Regions from separate parts of the Mus musculus genome. Here region 2 is linked to region 1. A link is a contact called in public Hi-C data. All regions are on one chromosome and are shown on one strand. The core of a region is the stretch at or near the end of the contact, and the rest is flanking DNA. Distances in the headings are between cores, read along the strand shown. Region 1 has its middle 20 kb from the start of Enox1. Region 2 overlaps Enox1 (ecto-NOX disulfide-thiol exchanger 1).

What was found. A called contact is a pair of places that touch in the nucleus more often than the background predicts.
Region 2: a contact with region 1 is called in a Hi-C map of the N1E-115 cell line, with 7 times the contacts expected there. The contact joins two enhancer-like sites. A contact is called at or near these places in 1 of 15 datasets of contacts at CTCF or cohesin (the NIH/3T3 cell line), 7 of 484 Hi-C or Micro-C datasets (the HL-1 cell line, the N1E-115 cell line, brain and 4 more), 2 of 115 datasets of contacts at active chromatin or transcription factors (embryonic basal ganglia and embryonic stem cells) and 1 of 9 other capture datasets (embryonic stem cells).

The regions. Positions count from the first base shown.
Region 1 is chr14:77,135,055-77,139,291 of GRCm38.p6, reverse strand. No RefSeq gene overlaps it. Among named protein-coding and RNA genes, the nearest start is that of Enox1, 20 kb to the left of the region's middle. Within about 2 kb of position 2,336, at least 2 of the 459 cell types and tissues checked have an H3K27ac peak or open chromatin away from gene starts, as enhancers often do. A contact at or near this core is called in the N1E-115 cell line, where this site is marked.
Region 2 is chr14:77,623,888-77,628,081 of GRCm38.p6, reverse strand. The region is part of intron 13 of Enox1 (ecto-NOX disulfide-thiol exchanger 1); the gene reads right to left. Among named protein-coding and RNA genes, the nearest start is that of Gm52115, 29 kb to the right of the region's middle. Within about 2 kb of position 2,536, at least 16 of the 459 cell types and tissues checked have an H3K27ac peak or open chromatin away from gene starts, as enhancers often do. A contact at or near this core is called in the N1E-115 cell line, where this site is marked.

The sequences.
Region 1 (4,237 bases), core at 1,087-3,586:
ATTAGCTCCTTTGATGCAACTTTATCCCTCACTTCTCCTCTCAGACATAATAAATTAACAACAACTTGCTAGCATGCTCGCTAGCATTGATTAGCCATTCACATATAATCCAGACACTTTGTGTACTAGGCAAGACAGAATGACAGGCTGAAAGCTACCCCCTGCTATCATACTCAGTGTTAATGCATAATGAAAGTCCTGGAAACAGTGCAAAGTAATAAGTTAGACACATGTAGGACTTTTGTATCTTCTGAAGATTTGTCACTGCAGAGTCACAGATGGGAAATGTCTCAGGTGGCAGGCGCAGTCACTCCCCAGACCAAGCCTTTCTGACTTGGAGATCCAGCAGCCTCTTCTACTACTCAGGATGGGCCAGCAGGCTTTCCCTTATAGAGACCTGACAGTCAATCTCATTCTCTGAACATGTTCCACCCATTCTTCAGAGTGTCTCAAAGTCATAGCCATGCCTTCTTCTACATGGCCAGTGGATCTGGTCCAGTGGATCTCCACTCTAGCTATGCATTAGAAACATGACTTTGTAAAATGGCCGTGCTCCGGTTCCCTAAGCCAGTTTGAGTCATTTGGCCTGTAACATTGCCAAGGACTTAATGTTTTAAACATGTTCCTAGGTGATCCAAATGTCAGGAGACATGGAGAACCCTCGGCTTTCTGATTTATACTGTGCTCTGCTAAGGGATCCTGCTTTGCCTTTCTCCTCACACTTGGCCTACAATCCCAGGTGAAGGTTTGCAGGTTAAAAATTAATGCATATGAGTTCAGTTATTTACAAAAATCAAGAAAACAGGGATATAGACTTCCTGAAATAAAATAAAATAAATTACATAAACACAATGTACAATAAGCTTATACTCTGACCTACTTCTGATATCTTCTGGAAATAACTAGAGACCTTGGCTACTTTAAAGTTTCAAGGTTTGAGTTTCCCAAAACAAGTTAACAAACTTGCCTAGTTACTGTATAAATTATAAACTGATGTGAAATAGTTCTGCTAAAACACAACCTTGAGACTTTCTGCCCACGTCCCCTGTCTTCCAAAGCATTTCAGTCAACATCTACTGTTGGTAGAATCAAAGTTAGGAGATGTGATTTTTTTTTTTAGGGGAATGTAACTTAGGCAGAATTTAGAGCCTTTCTCCCCACTCAGATGTCCTGCCCAGCCCATGATGAGGCCAATGACTGTATCAAACTGGGTTACTGCCCGCTTTGCTCTGTTGCCAGGATTTTAGATGTGAATTGCCACCGACTACAATAATGTGGGATAACTCTCAGCCTACTGCTATATCTTGCTTGGTACACAAAGTGTCTGGGGTATATGGGAATGGCAAATAAATGTGTGTATAATGGACTTCATTAGGATAAAATGACTCACATTAAGAAAGAGTACCCTCCTATATAATTTGAAATGGCTCAATTGCATTCAACACGACTAGAACACTAATATCTTGGTCGGTAATCAATGGGAATGATAATAACATAAAATCTACATGTCTAACATCTAGCTTATCAGGAAAAATTAGCGAGTATGGAATGCATAATTGGTTTAAAATGTGTTTTTGAACCATTTAAAGAATGGACATTGTTATTTCCCAGTTTCACTGGCACATGGGGTACATGTACACAGGGAACTGTGTGCACAATTGTAAAAGAATTCCTAACTAACTGAAGGATGTGTCTTGGAGAGACAAATCCACTACTGACCTAAAATGATAGGAAACCATTTCACCATCCTAACGTATACTTGTGCAAGCTAAGGACAGCCACTTCTTTCATCTGCTTTATTTTTTTTAAATCCCTTTCTATTTTTTTTTTTAATAATTTTATCAGAATTTGCTAGGTTTAAATTTTGTTGCCACGCTAAAGATTCAGACGTGTAACTGAAAAAAAAAATAACAAAAAGATTTGATAAGTCAGAAAGAGGAAAAGACAGGAGGCACAGGTGAGGGATTCGCAAGAGGCCCCCAACCACGCCGCTTTCTTTTTAATTAGCAGGCTCCTTTGTGTAGGTTCCTTCTCTTTGCTCTTTGCCTTTGACCCAGCAGCACTTGAGAGATAAAGTGGACGGCAGTGACACGGTAGCATCATATGCTTTTAGGTGTGGATCCCTGCTCCTTTACCAAGGTTATTAATATTGGATAAATGCCCAGATTCCCCCCTCCCCCCAGAGCAGAACAAAGGGCTTCCTTGCTGGCTTCTAAATTAACTTAGAAGATCAAGAGAAAGGAAGTAGCTGTCAAAGCATAATGATCTTCTGCAGCCATTTCGGGGACAAGGGAAAGCCTAGAACATACCTGATGAGCAGAGCCAGCTTGGTGACAATTAGTAACTAACAGTGACTTGAAATTTTCAGACTTCTGATGAAATGACAGGAAATAAATGGGGGAGGGGGTGTGCAGGAAAGGAGGAGGAAAGAGTCAGCTTAGGATGAGAGGGGAGAGGAAGCCATTTCTCTCTACCCCACAGAGAAAATTCTAAGAGGGGCCCAGTGGTGTTGCCTTGTAATTCTGACCGTTCTGGAGGCTGAGGTCGAAGGATCCCAAGTTCAAGAAGAGCATAAGCTACAGGGGGAATACAAGGTCAGTGTAGGCAACCTAGACCCTGTCCTCTAATTTAAATATATAAAAAAGACTTGGACACAGCTCAGTGGCAGAGCTATTGTTTAGGCATGTGTTCAGTCCCTAGTGCCACAAAAAGAAACAAACAAAAATACTTAAGCACCTGAGTGAAAAACTAGAATTTCTTCATTGGCTCTCATAATTTTTAAGGTTACAAACTGGCTAAAAACATCCCTTCAAGGTTAAGAATGACACTCGGTTTGGTGTTCATTAAGTGTGCATAACATATTGGGGATTGATTGATCCCTGCCTGGCTCTAATAAGTTGATTGTACATGCCTGGAATCCCAGCACTTGGGAGATGGAGTTAAGAGAATTCAGAGTCAAGGTCATCCTTTGCTACATAAAGAGTCCCAGGCCAGCCTTAGATACACACACTTGTAATGGAAAGGAAGATGACGAGGAAAAAGAAAACTCCTTCTTCCGCTTCTTAATAGACAGTGGAAATCAAGTTGTTCTACAACTATGGCAATGTAGGCCAGCGAATGTGTCACTGGTCTGAGACTCTTCTAGTACCAAGTGTGTACTAGAGGGGAGCCAATAACCCGCAGGGGCTGAAATAAAAAGTCTTGGGCTGGAAATCTGTGCAGCATCACCAGGGCAGAGGAGGAGCCAAGGGAGCTGGGAAGTGGCCATGGGGAAAACACCTAACCATGCAGAGGGGAGGAGAGAGGCAACGCTCTTATGACCTTCCAGACAGATCTATAAACAACACAAGTTAAGTGAATGGGCCCTTGCTTTTGAAATCCCAGCCTTCCCCCTCCAATGAGGTGGGAGGAGCCTGGTGATGCCTGAAGCTGGGATTTAGAGGACAGCAGTTAGGAAGAGTTTTTCAGTCCCCACTCTTCACAGCCCAACAAATCATAGGGTCAACCCTTAACTGAAAGAAAGGGAGAGTCCGAGTTATATTTAGAATTCTATAAAGATATACTAGAACTGTGATTCAAAATGGCCAGTAATGCTGGGAAAGCCATCTGAAATATGTCCAAGTGATGGGGGGGAAACAGTCACCAAACATAGATGAGACAGTCATAGCTCACTGATTTTTGTCTGTAGAGAGTGTGTGGCCTCTTTCCATACGCATTGCTCCTCTGAACTACAGGTGCTGCCCTGGGATGCCTTCGTACCCCCTTCCCTCCTCATCACAACCATCATCTGAAGCCATTCCGCAGTAGGCCTGAGCCAAACTACACCCCATCTTCTCTGTGAGGAAACCTGGAGATCTGGGGTGCTGAATAGATTCCTCAATGAATTATTGAGGTCTCTTACAACCTACCAACTATCAGAGGCTTTGTGATTCAGGGCCACGCTGTCATTATGTGTGACCTGCTGCATATTTCGGGGTAGAGGATGTACCCTGACAGGTTTTGTTCAATCATTTATCAAAAGCAAAACTCCTCACTATTTCTTTTTGTATTCTAGAGGTAGTGTAAATCCATTGACTGCCATTTGATATTATGTGAAAACTTCACATTTTTTTTTAACCATCTCGTAATACTTACTTTGCATGTTTTAGGACTTCAAAACGAAAGAAGTTTGGGTCTGTTATAGGCCTCATTCCCTGCTCCAAAGTTAGTGTGCTCCCCTTTAACTTGAAGCAATAGG
Region 2 (4,194 bases), core at 1,287-3,786, 490 kb before region 1:
ACAACAAATATTCTTTTCCAAACAGCCTCCAGGTGAGTCTGGCCCTCCTCAAGCTCACAGAATGCAGAGTCTGTGCAGAAGATCGGGGGAGGACTGTTAGAACGCTGGGTGTTTCTAAGTTCAGTCTTCTAAGAACACTGCTTTCTAGTGCCAGAGTGTGAGCTCCCAAGAAACCTGGCTTGGACAGCTCCATCTTCTCCGAGTCCTTGGCCAGGAGGAGCAGGGTGCATTTTATAAACTGTCTGCATGGCCACTTTAGCTGCCTTTCTTCCATTGAACAGAGTAGTTCAGGCATTAAAACTCTTTTCCTATTGGGTATGATAACAACTTTCCCTGAATCCTCACCCAGACAGGTGGGTTTTTTTTTTTTTTTTTTTTGAGTTTCTGATGGGTATAATTTTTCAGATACTAATGTTCCACTCTCCCCACAAAGGCCCTTGCGAGTGCTGAATCCCCAGTTCAGCACAATTAATCACACACTAAATGCTTTTAAAGTGTGCTACTTTATTTTTTTTAATTGAGAACTAGAGCTGTTTGGGCAAGTTTATTAGGTGACCTTGATTAAAATAAAGAGGTCAGAAGTGGAACAGGCTTCAAACCCAATCAATGGTATTCTTTTTACAAAAAAAAAAAAAAAAAAAAAAAAAAAAAAGGAAAAAAAAAAGACTTCCTTCCAATTAAGCAGGAATTAGCATGAAATATTTTGTTTCTGAGAGGTTAAAAGAATTCCTTGGAGGAGGCCCTCTCTTGTTACTCGGCTTCTTATTGAACACAAGAGAAAGTGCTGTGGAGAGCTTCTATAAAGGGCTTTGTTAACACAGGGCTGATGATCCGGCATCAATTAGAATATTCCTTAGGAGCCTAAATGTTACATGGCAGGGGCTGAAAGAAAGAGTCTAATTTAAATGTTAATTTCTATTTGAAAAGCCCAAGGACCTAGCAACTTTCACACTCCCCCCCCTCAAAAAATTTAAAAAAAAAATCAACTATAGATGTATTTTTCATCTGTGGTAATTTTACCCTACCTCTCATTTCAACCTCGCTGTTCTTTGTCAGCTTCGTCCTTTACCTTCCCCTGTTTGCTCAGGATTTAATGACCTGAAAGGACAGCTCATTCATTCAACCCCGCGGAGTTACATATGGAGCCTCTGATACACAGTTAGGAAAGCGGAATGCCACAGAAAAGAGGGGAAGTAGTCTGGGGGACTGCCTCGTACTTCTGAGGAGCAGTGGATGTGAGAGAAATGCCATCATTCTCTGTACACCCCGCCTATACTGCCGTCCCTGTCGCTACTGGAGTGCAGGTGACATGGACTCTGTGAAGGAGAGAGGCACTAGTGGGTCAGAGATGGAAAGGTGGAGGGGCAGGACGAAAGCTCAGGAGGTAAAGAAAGGGCTTGCCTTGTGAACATGAGGCCCTGAGTTTTTATCTCTGAGAACCTATGTTAAAACAAGCAAACAGAGAGGTATTTCACTGCATGCCTGTGACCCCTACACATGGGGAGACATAGATGGTTAAATCCTTGGACCTCTCTGGCTAGCCAACCAGCCCGGCATACTGGGTGAGGTTTATGCCAGTGGAGGGTGGAGGTGAGGGGCAAACAAACCAAAATGGATGATGCCTGAGGACCAACTGCCAAGGTTGTCCTCCGGCCTCTATGTGTACATGTGGGAAGCCACATGTGCCGTTGCAGGGTGGCGCTGGCCACCACACATACATAGGCAGTAAAGTTTTTTGCCAAGAAGAGGTTTTGAGAATTAACCAATCAGATGAGAGACAAGTTAACCAATCAGATGAGAGATAAGTTAACCAATCAGATGAGAAAGAAGTTAACCAATCAGATGTGAGACATGCAAATGAGGTGGTAAGCATAACCCATGCATAACCAATCCGGGTGTGAGACATGCCTCTCCTAGGCCTATATAAGCAGCACCAGTTCTGGGCTTGGGGTCTCTTCGCCTCTGCAATCAAGCTCTCCCAATAAACGTGTGCAGAAGGATCCTGTTGTGGAGTCTGCTTTGCTGGCGAGTAAGGGCACGCACAAGATGTACACTTATACAGACAGAGTTGGGGGAGGGGGTTGGAAGCCTGATACCAATTCTCAGACATCAGACTTGGGACAAATCATGAAATGTCCCTGAGATCTCAGGGTCCTTATCTGAAAAATATAAAAATATTGTGAAGTATATGAAAATCATAGTCTTTGCTTTCATCATCTTTGGCTCAAGATGAAGATTTAAAATGTCCCTCTGAGAGATAAGAAATTAGTTCTTAGTTGTAGTTTCTTATCTGTCCAATAAGCCCACTGTAAACAATGCTGGGGCACCTGGAGAGAAAAGGACCCTGTAGTGGGCACAAGGGTGAGAGGCTCTCCCTTCTCAGGAGGGCCCGCCCTGTATCAGCTTAAATGCCCACAAAGGTTTCTCTGGTGTTCACAAAGTTGAGTTGAGCAAACATTTTTCAGACTCTCTCATTGCTCCCCGTTTCTCGGCTGGCTTTTGGTAGTAACTGTGACTGCACAGCAAAGCACAACTGTGTGGATTCTCTCCTAGGGAAGGGAGGACTGACAACAGGCTGTAAAGATTTTCTAGAATTTATGAGCAATACTTTCACTTCAGGGACCGAGTCTTAATTAGTCTTATAAGACGACGTTAGTAATTTCCCCTTTAATCTGGCACTTCCAGACAAAAGCCCTGGTCCCAGACACACTGTAAGGATTCAGTAAATGTTGTTAAATCTGTCACTGCTTTGTATTGTGACAATGCGTAAGATAATTCACAGAGGCAAGGAGCTGAGGCCAGGGAAAGGCGTGGTTTCCAGAATTACACAAACCATACTAGAAGAATCCGGTATGAAGATAAGATAGAAACTGGTCAGTAAGTCACTACGACAAGAAAGAAAGCTCATGTCTTGCCCTGCAAAGACTAGGCCAAATAGATCAGATTTCACCTCACGACTCATAATTACAGTAACTCAACAAGATCCATTATTGACTTCTTATATTTATTAAACAATTCAGCTTATTATTGGGGGCACAAAGACTCAATATTTGGTCCTTATTAGATTCAGAATATTGGGGAGAAGGGAAACATATTGCTCTCAAGACCTCCTCCAGCGCCAGCCTGCCCTGAGTGTGGGAACTGCAGTAAGATTGATATTGCCACGTGTGTTCTCCCTCAGACTTTTATTTTTAAGATATATTTAGAGGCATATCTCATAAAGAAAAACCCTGGGAGCAGGGAGACAGGGAGAGGCACTTCAATAAGCCCTGAAATTAGATGTTGAATCAATACACTGATGGCCTTGTGGGCTCTCCCGGGCCCTGGGGGCGGGGGAAAAAAGATGAGAAATCAAAGGGCAGCCGAAGAGGATGAGGATGGCAGCTCAGGTCCGCCATTGAGGGTTCGCGCATGCTCAGAGCTCAGAGTAGCCTTCCTTTTCCCGTTATTGCTCCAGAGACTTAGGAGACAGAGCACTGGCGGTGACTCTGTGTGTGTGTGTGTGTGTGTGTGTGTGTGTGTGTGTGTGTGTGTGTGTGTTTCATCCACCCCTAGCATTTCTTCAAATCATTTCTTCTTTCTGCCTACACCCAGATAGTAGACTCTCCAAGGAAATAGCACTCAAGCAGACGAGGGATGGTGACAACTTCCTGAACAGTTATTTTTGTTAGAATGGACTTAAAAACAGTTTGCTGGGTCCAGTACTGAGCCTGATACCTGGTTAACTTTTTTGTGATTCATAATGTAAAAGTCAATATTCATTACAGTATTATTAATGTAACACACGTGCCTCTCATAGTCATTTTCAGAGTACACAAAGAGGAAAGAACAAAAATCATTTATAAAGAAAAAAAAACAAATTGTAATCTTTTACAGATACTAAATATTTTCACCCATTTCCCTATAGATCTCCTCATAGCATATAAATTGTGAACATAATGCATATATAAGCATGTATTTGGAGTTGTTCACATATGCCATTTTGTAAGTGTTTTTAATCACTTGGCAACTATTCTGAGAACTTTCTATTGTGCCATTTAAAATCTCTCAGTCATGATTCTTTTCCCAAGTCTGATCTGATATAGCATTAAACAATAGTCTAGTATAGTGTATATAATAATATAATGAGATATTTAAAATTCTTAAAGTAATTCTGGGCAATGGGAATGTATACAACTGCCTTAAGCTATGCAG